3 separate regions of the Ovis aries genome follow, and regions 2 and 3 are each linked to region 1. Evidence: chromatin contacts called from public Hi-C data. All regions are on one chromosome and are shown on one strand. Each heading gives the region's core, a stretch centred on a gene start, on an enhancer-like site or on the middle of the called end of the contact. The rest is flanking DNA. Distances are from core to core; before and after follow the strand shown. Region 1 has its middle 78 kb from the start of CCNL1. Region 2 overlaps TIPARP (TCDD inducible poly(ADP-ribose) polymerase). Region 3 overlaps LOC105603748 (a long non-coding RNA gene).

Region 1 (4,729 bases), core at 1,311-3,810:
TGTCTGGACCCCCATACATAAAACCCAAAGTTTAGTCTACCAAGTCCAGTCCTTCATCTGCTAAAGAGGAAGGTTATAGGATGTAGAGGTTATTTTTCTCAAGGTAAGAGCTTGAATTGCATGGCCATAGTCTTGCTACAAACTCTTGTTTTTGAATGTCAGAAGCTGAGTGTTTTCTTTTTCTTTGCATACCTCCTGGAAAGACTCCCCATCCCCTCCCCCACCAGCAGATAAATGCCTTGAGTAGACTAAATTCATATGCTCTCAAAGGCAAAAGAGAAAACACACTGATAATTTCAAAATAATCCCTATTTCTTCTGACATCTTTCAAGCCCCCAAACCTAACCATGCCTAAAGCCAGTAGATGCAGTTTAGCAAACCAATAGGTTCCATTTTGGGTTTAGCTGGTTCGAGCTGGGTTTCAGTCACCTGCTACCTGGAGACCTACCTGACTGGCATGGGAATAACAGCACCCATCTCACAGGATTTGTGTGGCATTCGGCACAGCTCCAGAGCGTCTGATGGTCAGATGGCTGCCATGGCTAGATCCTGACACAGACGAACCTTGCTTTGCAGAACTCCTGAGTCAGTTTCTAAACCTTCCCAATGCATTGCTTCCTCTCACATGGTAGAAAGAAAAGAACCACAGGAGAGGAATCCTTCCTTTGGTTTATCTGGGATCAGAATCCCCTCTCCTCTCATTCACCCCTATGGAGGCTCTACTGAGAGTCCATCCTTGTCCTGCCTGTTAACCCTTCCTGCTTCTCTTTACCCTTTAAGCTCGTCTCAGCTTCCCACAATAGTAAGGCAATGACAAAAACTCATGTCCAGCTGTAACTTCCCCTTCCCTGCAAGTCAGCTCTCCTGCAACAGTGGGCTGTACCCACTCCCCCTGCTGCTCCTCTGGCCTGCCTACATCGACTTCTAAGCCCCTGGGACTCGGTTTCTGCTCTCACGTTCCCACTGAAACTGGAGTCACACGAGTCAGTAATAACTTCCTCATTGTTGAGCTCAGCAGGCACATTCCAGGGCGGGTGCGCTGGACCTCTCTGTGTCATTTCCGACTCCCTACTACCTCCTCACCCCGAACAGTCTCATTTGCACGGCTTGATGCTGCTTTTTGTTTCTTCTAGATTTCTTCCCACTTCTCTGCTGCCTCCTCAAGATCCCTATTTGGTCTTTGGAAGCTGGTGTGTGTCAGGGTCTCATCCCCGCTATGATCTTCTCAGCCTGCCTGCTCTGAGTCATCTCAGCTCCACCCCAGCTTCAGGGACCACCTCTATGTCGACCCTTCTTCTCCAGTGGGCATCTTATCCACTTTACTCCATTGCTGCTTCTTGTGCCCCGTCCGCCTAAGAAAAACACAAACTGCACCATCTCACAGAACATATTTCACCCTGAAAAGAGGTCCCAATGTATCTCTGCAGCCACCATGAGTCACAGTGAGAGTTGGGTGGGGAGGAAGGGAAGAGGGAGGGGGAAGGACAGGGCAGCAGGAGGAAAGATAACCAGAGGCCATTTCCTCCTTTCCCTGTCTTGCCAGGTCACGTAACCCTGTGTGAGTCTCCCCAAGTGCTGTGCTTGGGAAAGTACCTTTCCTCTGGTGCAGCCTACTTCTGTCTGGAAATGAGAACCGTGATTGTTTCAGGAACGCCTGTGAGCCTAGCACTTTTGACTTCTCAAAACATTGCGTGAATATTTGTTTGAGTGACTTACAAGTGCAGGCTACACGCTAAGCAGTGTGCACCTTATCTCATTTAAGTCCTGTGTGCGACCTTAGCATGTAGGTTCTTTTTTTTTTTTTTGAAATCTCTGTTTTGCAGACGAGAAAACTAGGGCTTAGAGAGGTTAACTGCTTCACCAGCCCATTCAGTTAGCAAAGTAGCAAATCAAACCCAGGACTGTGTCACTCTATGCCCAAGTCTGCGATGGCCACGGCTTCGCTGCTTCTGATGTATTTGTGGTTATCTTTCATGCCATACATACATTTAGGACAATGGTAAGTCGAGGCGCTAGATAAATGCTCAGTGAACCAGTGCCTAATCCTTGACAATAAAAGCTGGATCTGGTCCCAGATCGCAGAATTCACAAGTGCAGCGTCAGGCGGTTTCCAACACTTCCCTGGAGCTCAGTTTTCTTATCTGTAAAATGGAGGCACGAAGCAAACGCCCTTCAAAGGACCTTTAGCCCTCTGTGACTCTTTTCCAACAGTGCCTTGTCACGAACACGTTGCCGGGAATCTAGACCGACAGGGTCTGGGTTCTCTGAAGGGGCCCCTCCGGGGGCCCGCCCCACCACCGCTGACGCATGCGCCCTGGCGCCGAGCCCCGCGAGGGAATCGGCCCCTCTCCGCGCATGCGTTAGTCTTGGCGGTCGGACCGCCGGCACCCGGGGGCAGGTGACTCCCCTCCCCGGGGGAATCAGTGCCCCAGGTAGGGATCGGGTGATCCTGCCAGGAATGAGCTGGGGCCCGAGGCGCCTGCCCTCGTTAGGAAAGGCCATAGCCTCCCCAAGACCCCTGGAAAGCTGTTCCCCTGCGGGAGAGCGTGTTCCCGCCTCCGCGCCCGCGCGCTGAACGTGCCAGGCAGCACAGAGAGGCCGTTCTTTCCCAGCACAGATGGAAACGCTCCCTGGCACTGCGGTCCGGGCGTGGAGGAGGGGACGGCCCTGCCGACTCGGAAAGCCGGGGAGGATTTTCCTCTCAAAAAACCATACTGCTGATTAAAATAAAACCGTCTGAGGTCAGCGAGGACATTTATCTAACTAGGCGTGGGGAATGGGAGGCGTGAGGCATCACCTGATAGTCTAAGCTCCCAAAGGGCAGCAGGCACTGCAGGGAGGCCCACTCTTGACTGCTGCTTGGGGATGAATAACAGACCCTGGACAGCTATTTTTATACTGGATGAACCATGGAGAGGGAGAGGGGGTGTGTGTGTATGTCTGTGTGTTGGGGAGGTGGGAGCCACAGGGGAGAGGACTTGGGGAGAGAACAGGGAGCAGCCTCTTCCCTGCTCACCCTGCGATCTTACTCCTTCCCACTGCAGATTCTAACTCCCCGGAATTAACTTCCCAAGAGGTTAAGCATTATTTATTACTTTGAAATCAGAAAAGGAAAAAGGATGCTAATCAAAAAATTTCCTAAATGGTGAAAATAAATGAGTCTCAATGTTCTGAATTTGCCCCTGTTGGTCCCCTCAGCCCTCTCTCTCTCCTTGTTGGCCATCTTTTGAATGTCTAAGTCCGGGGTTATGGATCTGAGTTCCCCTCTCCCCACTCAGGGGTCATGGGGTGGCCTCTAGGAGGCTGGGGTCAGTGGTCTGGAGGAGACAAGGAAGAGCAGCCCTTCTCCCAGGAGCCCATTCAGGTTGTCACTGCTTGGTGTATGACTGTCCTGAAAGGCCTGCTTCTTTAGAAAGGGATTTTTTAAGGCCGAGGTAAGTTCTGGGAAGGCGGAACGATGTCCACACAGGGTGGTTGCTTTGAATGTTGGGCTGACCTGAGGCAGGCAGAGACTGTCTGTGCTGCTTCTGTCAGAATAAATACTGTGGTGAACTCACCACTCCCAGGAGACATGCTGTGGGAGACAGCCGCAAGCTGCGCGGGGAGCCACTGCCGACACCAGTTCATGTCAGAGCACTCAGTTTGATTCCACTGAGCTTCATTTTCTCCCCAAGCCCTAAGAAATCTGGAAAAAGAGACTTGAATATAATGTCAAAATTTAAACAAGGCATGAAATAACCCCTAACATTAAAATGAGATTGTAAAGGGTCACCATCTTAAGGGTTTGCTTAGTGGACCTTTCAGAAGTTTTTGTTTGAGAATTATGGAGACAAAAAGAAAAAATACCTTCCCTGAGGAGGACAGTTTCTATCTGGAGCTCTTTATTTCATTGGTCACTTCTAAGAATCACCAGATCATGATAAGGATAAAGGGTGGAGATATGTGGGGTTCATGGGGGGGAGACTGATCGTGCTTCAGCTGTGACTCATGTCTGCAACAATGAAAAGAAAGTAATCTTTGCCTTCTGCAAAGGGAAGTTGGAAGTCAAAGTTGTGGGGAAGCATCCAACCCTGCAGGACAACAGCCTCCTAGGTTCCAGGACAGCTGGGCTTTTAGACATTCATCCACTTCTTCCAAGGGAAGCTCAAAGAAGATGGTGTTTTAGCCTTGGTGGTCCAGTGGTTAAGACTTCACCTTCCAATGCAGGGGTTCAATTCAATACAGGTTCAATTCCTGGTCGGGGAGCTAAGATCCCATATGCCTTGTGGCCATAAAACAGAAGCAGCATTGTAACAAACTCTATAATAAAGACTTTAAAAATGGTCGACATAAAAAGTTCTTTAAAAAAGAAGGTGGTGTTTTATTAAGGAGATAATACAGTTCAGGAGCTCTTCCATGGCAGAAAACCCCTGAAACACCCACAATATCTGTATGCCAGGTCCTTTTTAGGCAAGGTTAACAGGATATCCCCCAAATGATCATCATTATTATTTGTTTGCATGTGTGTTTATTCTGGTTTGCTTTTAAAAACATGGTAGATTTTCTATATCCAAATGGATGAAGATTCTGAGAGCTTTCAGATCACCAAAAAAAAAAAAAAAAGTGGGAGCAGAACCATCCATATCCATTCCAGCAGACAGTTCTACACTAGTCCTCTCTCTTCTGTCCCTGATAGATTTAGTGATGGTTCCACACGGTCTATTCAAGTGTGATCCTCCCCTTCAGTCAT
Region 2 (4,729 bases), core at 1,371-3,870, 430 kb after region 1:
AATCTGAACCAGCCTTACAAAAAATTTTTCCAGAATAACCAAGAATCATCTTGTAACTCAAAAATAAGCTTTCCTTTCACAAGAAGCCAACTGCAACTAACAGGATACTGGTAATGATCAAAGGGTACTGACCTAGGTTAAGAGGATCTCAGGTCCTAATTTTAAATGTGAAAAAAAATTATTTTTTTGACAAAGTATGCAGAATCTGGTGGTCTCAAATCAGGGGATAAGATACAAGAGGCCACAGGCAGACAGTCACAATCTTAAATGGCTGCATTTTATTCAAATTCCCTAAGTAGGCAAGTAAGGGTTACCTACTGCTTCACACCCTTTAGAAATAGTCCCCAAACCCAATATGAAACTAAGAGTCACTAAGATCAAAGATGCACCCAGAAGAAATTTATGATTTTACCTTTGCTTTATAGTAGAATGCAAAGCTAGAATCTAGAAATTCTAGTCTAACAATAGGGAATAGTTTTACAGGAACAGAGTAATCAAAAGTTGCATTTTCTGCACGTTCATATATGCAGAATGAAGTTTTAAATGTTGAATGGAATTATTATTTTTTCTATTCATAATAAAAAGTAAAAGCTTTAGAGTCAACAAGAAAATGTATAATGTATCATGCAATTATTTTTAGGAACTATCAGATAACCTTGTAAGTTATTTCCTCCAACTGTCTGATTTAAAAGTTAAACATCTTTGCTCTCTACAAGATTCATTTTCATGACCATGAATATATCAGGAACAGACTGACCCCAACCTGAAGCCAGGTGACAGCTGCTTCAAAAAGTCTAATCTGCTTACTGACAAAACCAGAAAGGGAATAAATGAATGATTGCTATTGATTCTCATGAAGGCGCTACACAGACCCAGTAACTTCCCTGGATTAGTATAGACAGAAGCCAATTAGCTTTATTTCATATGTAAATAGCATCATAAAGAGGTACAGAAAATAATTCACTGGATTGCTTTCTCCTGAAGCACAAGGCACACATTTTGAAAGTCACTTCAAACACAGTTCTTGCTTATGGAGCTCTCTCTTTCTCTTCGGCAGGAATTTTTTAAATAAATTCAAACTCATCCAGCTGTGTATATTCAAGAAATACCAAAAAGTCACAAGGCATAGTAAGTTTCAGCTGTTCTCCTCTCTCTGTGTTATCAATAACACATAATGAGTTAGTTCATACATCATCACAGCTGTGCAGGCCAGAGCTAACTTGGCTAATTTAACTATTCCAGTAGAGTTCAGTCAGGAGCTTGGTCTACTTTAGATAATCCACTCTGCAAGTCATATAGAAAAGAACAGCATGTGCTCTTCATTATCACTAATAAGCAATTCTTCTTTTACACAGTTCCTGTGACGTCTTCTAATGGTACTGTCCCTTGGACAGTTTTTTAAAAAACAGAAACAAACTTCTAAGAGCAATGGCAATCAAAATCACTCAAAACTAATGAACTACAGCTATGACAACACTCTAGGCTTAAGCCCCCAAACTTCTTTTATCAATGTTTTAATTCTAAAGAGGAGAAAAGAACACTATCTTCTGACAAAAATTAACCATGGAGTCAGTGTTTGCAACTTTCTTCTTCATCCTTCCCTTTTTCAGGAAATTCAGAGTTACAAATAATCACTGGTCATATTTTCAACTATAGGTTACCTCCAAAATAAGGTCAGCACAGTGCCTCTTCTTTATGGGTGATAATAACTAGGAGACTATTCTGGCACACTTTAAAATGAATGTAATGTGAAAACTAATGGCGATCTCAGTTGCTAAAGGGAGATTTGCACATCCTCCACAACGGTATTCTGCACAGTTCGTAAGACCCTTTTAAAACCGCTTAGTCCTGCCATTTAGTTATCATTTTCTACTAAGGATGAATGCCTAAACTGGTCAAAGACTGTTTTCTTAATGGAAAACACAACATGTTTTCGATGTTGTTTTCTTAACTGTGTATTTGGATTTGGAAATTCTCCAAAGCTCATCCTGTGTGCAAAAGAAGCCTAGGCAACTAAATATGGGGAGTTCATACATACAACTAGTTTTCAGTTCATGTTGCAGATGTACAAAAGCAGTGAGAAAGCAAAGTGGAATAATATAATTTGGAGCGAAGGCAAAATTGGAAAAGAACAGTTAAAATAATTTCATTATAATGTACCAAATAAGCACTTTTATTATTGAAATCCCATTTTCATATGTGTTTTTAGTAGCTAAGCATCCTAACTAATAGTTGGAAGGTACCTGTGAACTTATCTAGCTCAACTTTCCTTCCATTCACTCTTAAGAATAAGATGAACACTGCACATCTCATTTGAGTTAAGTCAGATGTTAAATCCATTTGCAAAAACCAAAGAATTTCATCTACACAGTTTGAAACTATGAACTCTTATCTTTGCTAGAGACGCAGAACTATGAACTTTCCCCAAGTTCCACACAATGAACTATTATGGGTATAGTATGTAAGAATGATTTACCAAGTCATATAAACTGCTGAAAACAAGTGGGATAAACAACTGCCATTCATTATTCCTGAATCCAAAGACTGCCAGGTTCGACTTGGGCATATACACAGCTGAACACACACTTCCTGGTTATGTGCAATCTGCACAGATAGACCAGCTTTACAGGCCTGACCACAGAGATTAATAGCTTTAGCCAAATAATGTGGTAACCATGTGAACCTGGGCTGCTCCAGCTTGTTTGTGAATCTCTCAGCAAGGCTCAACATGCCGTTATCTGCATCTTGTTGCCAGGAAACACAACATCGCTTTGGAATACAAGGAAAACCAGGTTGCAGTGACCACAGGTCAACTTCCCAAAAACCCATTTTTGACACTAAGCTATCTACAATCTTACAACATTTCTTACTGTAGTCCACAGCGAACTTCACTTTACTAATAATTAACAATATTTTTGGCTATTTTTGTCAGGGCAGGACCACTTAACCACCAGTTAACAATACAGTGCCAGCAATAGTAACTATAATGATAATTCTCTCAAACTTTTCCTCTTAAGTGTCAAATAAACACTTACTTCCTTTAAACTGGGTTGGAAATCAAGCACTCACTGTAACCACTTTATAACTGATCCAACAATGAATGCATATGGGCTTTCCTCTATGTCTATTTTTCAGTAAAGAAAGTCTACCAAAGGATAAAATACTCAATACACTGCTGTCCTAAGAATTCCTGGATTTTCTGGGATCAAAATACCTGTCTTGTCTTGCTCATGGTAAGAGAACATAATGTGTTGGACAATAATCCTGCTAGTTTCTTCCCAACCAATTCAAACAGACAGAAACTTAATGTACCAAGATGCTCAAGTACTCAGCAGACTGGAAATCTGCTTCATAAGAGTGAAGTGGGAGGCCACTGTTATGTAGAGTTTTGCAATGGAGATGGAAGGATTAGAGTGGCTTTGAGAGTATATAAAATTAATTACCCTTGACATACCAATTAGAACTGCTAGCTCATAGGCAACAGAGACTTTGGACAATACCTTATTAAAAAGAATTTTAAGGCAAAATGGAAAACATTTTTCTCTCTTTCAATCCTGGCTTAAAAAAATAAGTCAAAAGTAGTTACAGGATCTAAGAATTCTGCTACCCAAGCAGGACGGGATCTTGAGTGCATTATATTATCAAGAGAATACATTTATGATCAGGAAAACTGTATTCTTGATATAAGCTTTACTTTTATCCCAAGAGGTCTTCTATATAACAATGCCTCTAAACTTGGGCTTTATATTGCTTCTCATCTTGCTCCACAGGTAGCTTTTGAAACACAAGATGCAAAATTCCACTCTCGTGTAATTAAATTGCTAAAAAAACAGACGGGTCTGTGTACTGAAATATTAAAAGAAAACCACTTACCTAATACTAAATGGGAGCAAGAGAAGTTAAACAAAGGCCAGGTTACTGTGATGCCAACAATGCTCTGGCACTGTTAGAACACAGAAGGTTAACATCAAAACTAATAGAACTGGACAACATGGAAATGGTTCACTACCACCATTTGCCTTCAGACTCTCCAGACACTTGGGTCATATAATTTATCAGTGAATAAAACTGACTCAAAACTGAACTTTTGAGTTAGGATAGTCAGCCTGTTGTAAGTCCCTTTATACTACAGGAGAAACAACTTAAGAATACAAAGATCAGTGCTTATTATACAACCGTTTTTGCACTAGCAACTTTATATGTAGCAACTATTGTTTCTCTATTTTCAAGTTCATTAAAGAACGCAGATGTGGAAATTTCAGTTCCCCTATCAGTGAATAATGCTTGGATATACATACTAAAAGAACCAATTTATTTATTGAGTTGGCCAGAAAGGTCATTCGGGTTTTTCTATACAATCTTTTTTCCAAATGAACTTCCTGGTCAACCCAATATAGGTCTTGCCCACAAAAACATGAGGATAACTGCTTTTATGTAAATAACAAAAAAATATGTCCATTAGCATAGATTTTCCTTCACTCACTGTTAAAAGACTCTTTCAGGTTTAAAAAAATACTGAGTTGTGGAACAATTTATCTGTAAGATAAATAGAATAATAAAATTAATGGTAAAAAGCTTCAAGGAAACTAAAAAAGAAACAACATGTTTGGGCACAATTCAGAAGTTTGGGAGGGTCTCAGAGTCATTCACAGAAAAATTTTCTGAACTATTCAAAATGAAAAGAGGGTCATGAAAATCTCCAACTACCACTACTTTCTTTTAAAAATAC
Region 3 (4,729 bases), core at 1,088-3,587, 320 kb after region 1:
AAATCAATGGCTTGTTCATTGCCTCACTCTTCATAACAGTACAAATGAGAAACAACACAAACATCTACTGACCAAAAAATGGATTAATAAATTATAGAACATTCTCATAATACATTATGTTTAAGTGTAAATGTTTTACATTTAGAATGAACTGTAGCTACATCTGGAGAAGGCAATGGCACCCCACTCCAGTACTCTTGCCTGGAAAATCCCATGGATGGAGGAGCCTGGTAGGCTGCAGTCCATGGGGTCGCCAAGAGTCGGACACGGCTGAGCGGCTTCACTTTCACGTTTCACTTTCATACACTGGAGAAGGAAATGGAGCCCACTCCAGTGCTCTTGCCTGGAGAATCCCAGGGACGGGGGAGCCTGGTGGGCTGCCATCTATGGGGTCTCACAGAGTTGGACACGACTGAAGTGACTTAGCAGCAGTAGCAGTAGCTACATCAAACAATATGGAAGAATCAAGGTCCATACATAGAGAATGATACTATTTTTTATAACACTCAAAACCAAAAAAAATAATAATAATGCATCATATTTTTTGGTGATTTGTTCTTGTCATTCAGTCACTAAGATATCTGACTGTAACCCCATGGGCTGTAGCGTGCCAGGCTCCTCCGTCTTCCACCATCTCCCAGAGTTTGCTCAAATTGACGTCCTTTGAGTCAGTGTTTGGTGATGACAGTATCCAAAACCCAACTCAAGTTATCATCGCAGACCCATGTCAACACAGGGCTTCTCTGAGGAGCAGACAGTTTGAATAGGTGCAACTGAAGAACTGAGGAATAAACTTTTTGTTCTGTGATTTGTCACAGAAGGTCTTCAGAAAGTTCACACATACACACATGCCCTGCCCTGCCCTGCCCAGGTCTGACCCAGAGGTGAGGGGCAAGGGAGGAACCTAGAGCACTGGAATCTGAATCTGAATTTGTGGGTGGTTCCTCCCTCAGCTGCAGAAGACCTTTTCATCCTGTGGAACAGGAACTTGCTTTATATCCTATCCAATGTATTCCTGCTCTGTGGCTTCTTAGAATAAACTATGGTTTATTGGCTCTTCATAGCCTTTTGTGTGCTTCCCCAGTGGCTCAAATGGTAAAGAATCTGCCTGCAATGCAGAAGACCTGGGTTCAGTCTCTGGGTCAGGAAGATCCCTTGGAGAAGAAAATGGCAACCGACTTCAGCATACTTGCCTGGAGAATTCTGCCGACAGAGGAGCCTGGTGGGCTACAGTCCATGGAGTCACAAAGAGTCAATATCTTCTATTTCAAAAAGCCAAATTTTTGCAGATCAAAAGATCTTACCCTCGGGCTATTTTATCTCCCTCAGTTAGTCAGTCAGTTCAGTAATTCAATCATGTCCGACTCTTTGCAACCCCATGGGCTACAGCACAGCATGCTTCCCTGTCCATCACCAACTCCCGGAGCTTGCTCAAACTCATGTCCATTGAGTCGGTGATGCCATCCAACCTTCTCATTTTCTGTCATCCCCTTCTCCTCCTGCCTTCAATCTTGCCCAGCATCATAGTCTTCCAGTAAGTCAGTTCTTCACATCAGGTGGCCAAAATATTGGAATTTCAGCTTCAGCATCAGTCCTTCCAATGAATATTTCAGGACTTTTTCCTTTAGGATTGGTTTCATATCTTTGTAATCCAAGGGACTCTCAAGAATCTTCTCCAACACCAGTTCAAAAGCATCAGTTCTTCTGCGCTTAGCTTTCTTTATGGTCCAACTCTCACATCTGTACATTACTACTGGAAAAACCATAGCTTTGACTAGATGGACCTTATCTCCCTAGGTAATTAAAAAACTGTTTTGAAATTAAAAAACCTAGGCAGTGACCTCTTTGTTCTCTGCTGTATCAAATACTCCTCCTTTCCTAGAACAATAAGCCTAGATTCAAGGTATACTTTTAATGGCAATGAGGGTGAGAAAAACATAAACTACTGAAAAATTCAAGAGATATTAAAAATAATATTTTCCTTTGCTTCTTAGCATAGGATTCCCTGCCCTTCAGAACAAGATCCCTTTCTATCATTCCAGTTGCTCTGCCTGATACTCTATCAATGCATTTTGCATTCAAGCTACAACTGATTTCATACTTGTTATTCCCAAAGCACAGAGCACTTTGATGGCATCATGCCTTTGCACATGTGGTTTCCTTTTGCCTGAAATACCTTCCTTTTAAGCCTGCCTCCTCATTTTATAAGATACACTCCGGAGATTAAGCTATTTTCTGTCAGTGCCAAACCCACCTTTCTCAGGTTAGAGCTGTGCAAACCAGCTTCCTTTTTAGCCATCAGAATTCCTGTTGGTTTCTGTCAATAGAGGGCACTAAAGGAAGACAGGGAGATAGGAAGGCATGAGGAAGTTGAAGGGACTAGTTCCTTCCTATTTGCTTGCTGTTTCTGTAAAGTCACCCAGCAGTGACCTTTATTTTGACAACAGCAGTTGTTTCCATCCCTAGAAGAACCAGCTTCATCCTACCTTCCTCAGAAACACCAGCACCAGCCAGTCATATCTCCTCCTCCAAGGCCTGCATCCCACCTGTGCATAGTATTTCATTCAGCTTCTAAATTCTAATAACTCTGATCTCTTCCCTTGGTTTGCTCAGACCTAGGAGGTGGTAGTTGCTTCCTGAAGTTGTTGTCTGTATGAAACCTCAGTGTTCCCTTTTTGCATTTTCAGTTCTCCAAGACCTGACTAACTAATTTCTAATATTAAATTTTCTCTGTTGGAATTCTTAATGTGCTTTTGTTTCCGTGACTGATTCTTGTTCTTTAAGTGAAAGCAGAATATGCCACCTCAAAATATGCCATTTTGACATAAGTATTATTTAGAGCCGAAGGAAACTGAGAAGAAATAGATACAAGAAAAGCCCTGTGCCCTCTCCCTATTTGCCTAAAAGACATAAATTTGTAAAGGTGTTCCCCATTCCCTTCTCTATCAGGAAGAAGTAATTACCCCAGAGATATCTACTTCACAGACCTTACTGGTTAGCCTTTATGTTCCATTAATTCCTCCATATATTTACCTTCCGCAATTTACTGCCCTAGAAACTCAAAGTCTTTTCCCTTTGTCTAGTCACTTTTCTAAAAAAAAAAAAAAATCTATTATTTTTTTGGCAAGATGCTATGAAGCACAAGTTCTAAACACCCCTTTGAGTTATTCATCACTGACTGCCCCCATGTATGTGTGCAATGCATGCACTGATAGATTTTTGCTTGTTTTTCTCTTGTTAAGCTGTTCTTTTGTCAGCCTAGTTTGCAGAGTCTCAGCCAATAAATCTTGGATGGGAAGAAAGAAAAGATTTTCCTTCCCTACATAGGACTACCTGGACCATTCATGCACTCCCTCCTCATCAGAGTGTTTGTTTTTGTGCTTCCCCACTACCTTTCAGATGACTCCTTTGAACTGCTTATCAAAATATGTTATAATGACTTTCTTATATGAATGTCCCATTCCTGGGTTAGTCTCTCAGAAGTAGAGATTTTTGTCTTATTCATCTTTATGATACCTGTGCCTGTCACAGTAAATATACACTCAGTAACTTGTCCTTGAATTAACAAATGAACAATCAAATGATTGCATGAATACTATAATAGTGATGCATTTTATCCTGCTAAAACTACAATGACATCTCTTTATCTATAGAATAAATCCCAAAGCATCCCTCAATCTGGCCCTTTCCTCTTCAGGTTTATCTCCATCCCACCCTTTTATTTCAGCCACATTGTATGGCTCTCAGCTCTCAGAACATCCCTCCAGGCCTCCATCCTCACTGTCCTTTTGTTGTCAGAAAAATGGGGTGTGAGAGGATAGTCATGTTCCAGGTCTCCAGTGAATCCCTATCACTGGCCGCCAAGTGAGGATCCTTGGCTTTGCACAGGAAAGAATTCAAAAGCAAGCCATAGTAAAGTGAAAGCTGGTTTTTTTTAGAGAGATACACACTCTAGGAACAGAATGTGGCCCATCTCAGGAGGCGAGAGTGGCCCTGGGAGGTACATATTCCATAGACAGATTGCAGTCCATCTCAAAAGATGAGAGGACCCTGAGGTGAGTGGGTGGTTAGTTTCTATGGACTGGATAACTTCGTAGGCTAAAGTAAAGACTGGGAGGAGCATTCTAACTACTTTGGAGAAGAGGTGGGGATTCCCAGGGTTTGGGGCACCACCCACTTTTTGGCCTTGCAAGGTCAACCTTGGAGCTGTCATGGCATCTGTGGGTATGACATTTAGCATATGCTAATGTATTACAATGAGTGTATAATGAGGCTCAAGGTCTGCTGGGAGTCTAATCTTTCACCATCTTGGGCCTTGTATATTCTAACTGGTTTTTGTTGTATCCTGTTGTTCTTAATGGTTGTGTCATTCTTTTAATGTTCGTGCCCTGCCGCCTTCCTTTCTGTCTCACTTTATTCCTAAAATGCTTTGTTTATGTCGACTTCCTTACTACCCTGCAAGCTATTTGTGGTATTCCTTTATTTTCACTGTCTAGGAGAGTCCTGGGATATAGTAACTACTCAATGTATAATTATTAAATAAGCATTTCCATACTACTGTAGTTTCCATGATAATTTTTGGTCTTTGCACAATACTTTATGTAGGTTATGTGCCACAATTTACTTAATCACTACCTTATTATTGGATATGAAGATTTCTTCCAGGTTCACTATTATAATCAATGTAGTAGAGTATTTTTTGTGCAAACAGGTTGTTTTCTCATAAAGA

What was found. A called contact is a pair of places that touch in the nucleus more often than the background predicts.
Region 2: a Hi-C map of liver shows a contact between it and region 1, with 3 times the contacts expected there. The contact joins two enhancer-like sites. A contact is called at or near these places in 8 of 16 Hi-C or Micro-C datasets (hypothalamus, liver, mixed tissues and 4 more).
Region 3: a Hi-C map of hypothalamus shows a contact between it and region 1, with 4 times the contacts expected there. The contact joins two enhancer-like sites. A contact is called at or near these places in 2 of 16 Hi-C or Micro-C datasets (hypothalamus and liver).

Annotation. Positions count from the first base shown.
Region 1 is chr1:231,243,146-231,247,874 of ARS-UI_Ramb_v3.0, forward strand. No RefSeq gene overlaps it. Among named protein-coding and RNA genes, the nearest start is that of CCNL1, 78 kb to the left of the region's middle. Within about 2 kb of position 2,561, at least 48 of the 54 cell types and tissues checked have an H3K27ac peak or open chromatin away from gene starts, as enhancers often do. A contact at or near this core is called in hypothalamus and liver, where this site is marked.
Region 2 is chr1:231,677,116-231,681,844 of ARS-UI_Ramb_v3.0, forward strand. The region is part of intron 2 of TIPARP (TCDD inducible poly(ADP-ribose) polymerase); the gene reads right to left. Among named protein-coding and RNA genes, the nearest start is that of TIPARP, 120 kb to the right of the region's middle. Within about 2 kb of position 2,621, at least 19 of the 54 cell types and tissues checked have an H3K27ac peak or open chromatin away from gene starts, as enhancers often do. A contact at or near this core is called in hypothalamus and liver, where this site is marked.
Region 3 is chr1:231,566,479-231,571,207 of ARS-UI_Ramb_v3.0, forward strand. The region is part of intron 2 of LOC105603748 (a long non-coding RNA gene); the gene reads left to right. Among named protein-coding and RNA genes, the nearest start is that of LEKR1, 48 kb to the left of the region's middle. Within about 2 kb of position 2,338, at least 4 of the 54 cell types and tissues checked have an H3K27ac peak or open chromatin away from gene starts, as enhancers often do. A contact at or near this core is called in hypothalamus and liver, where this site is marked.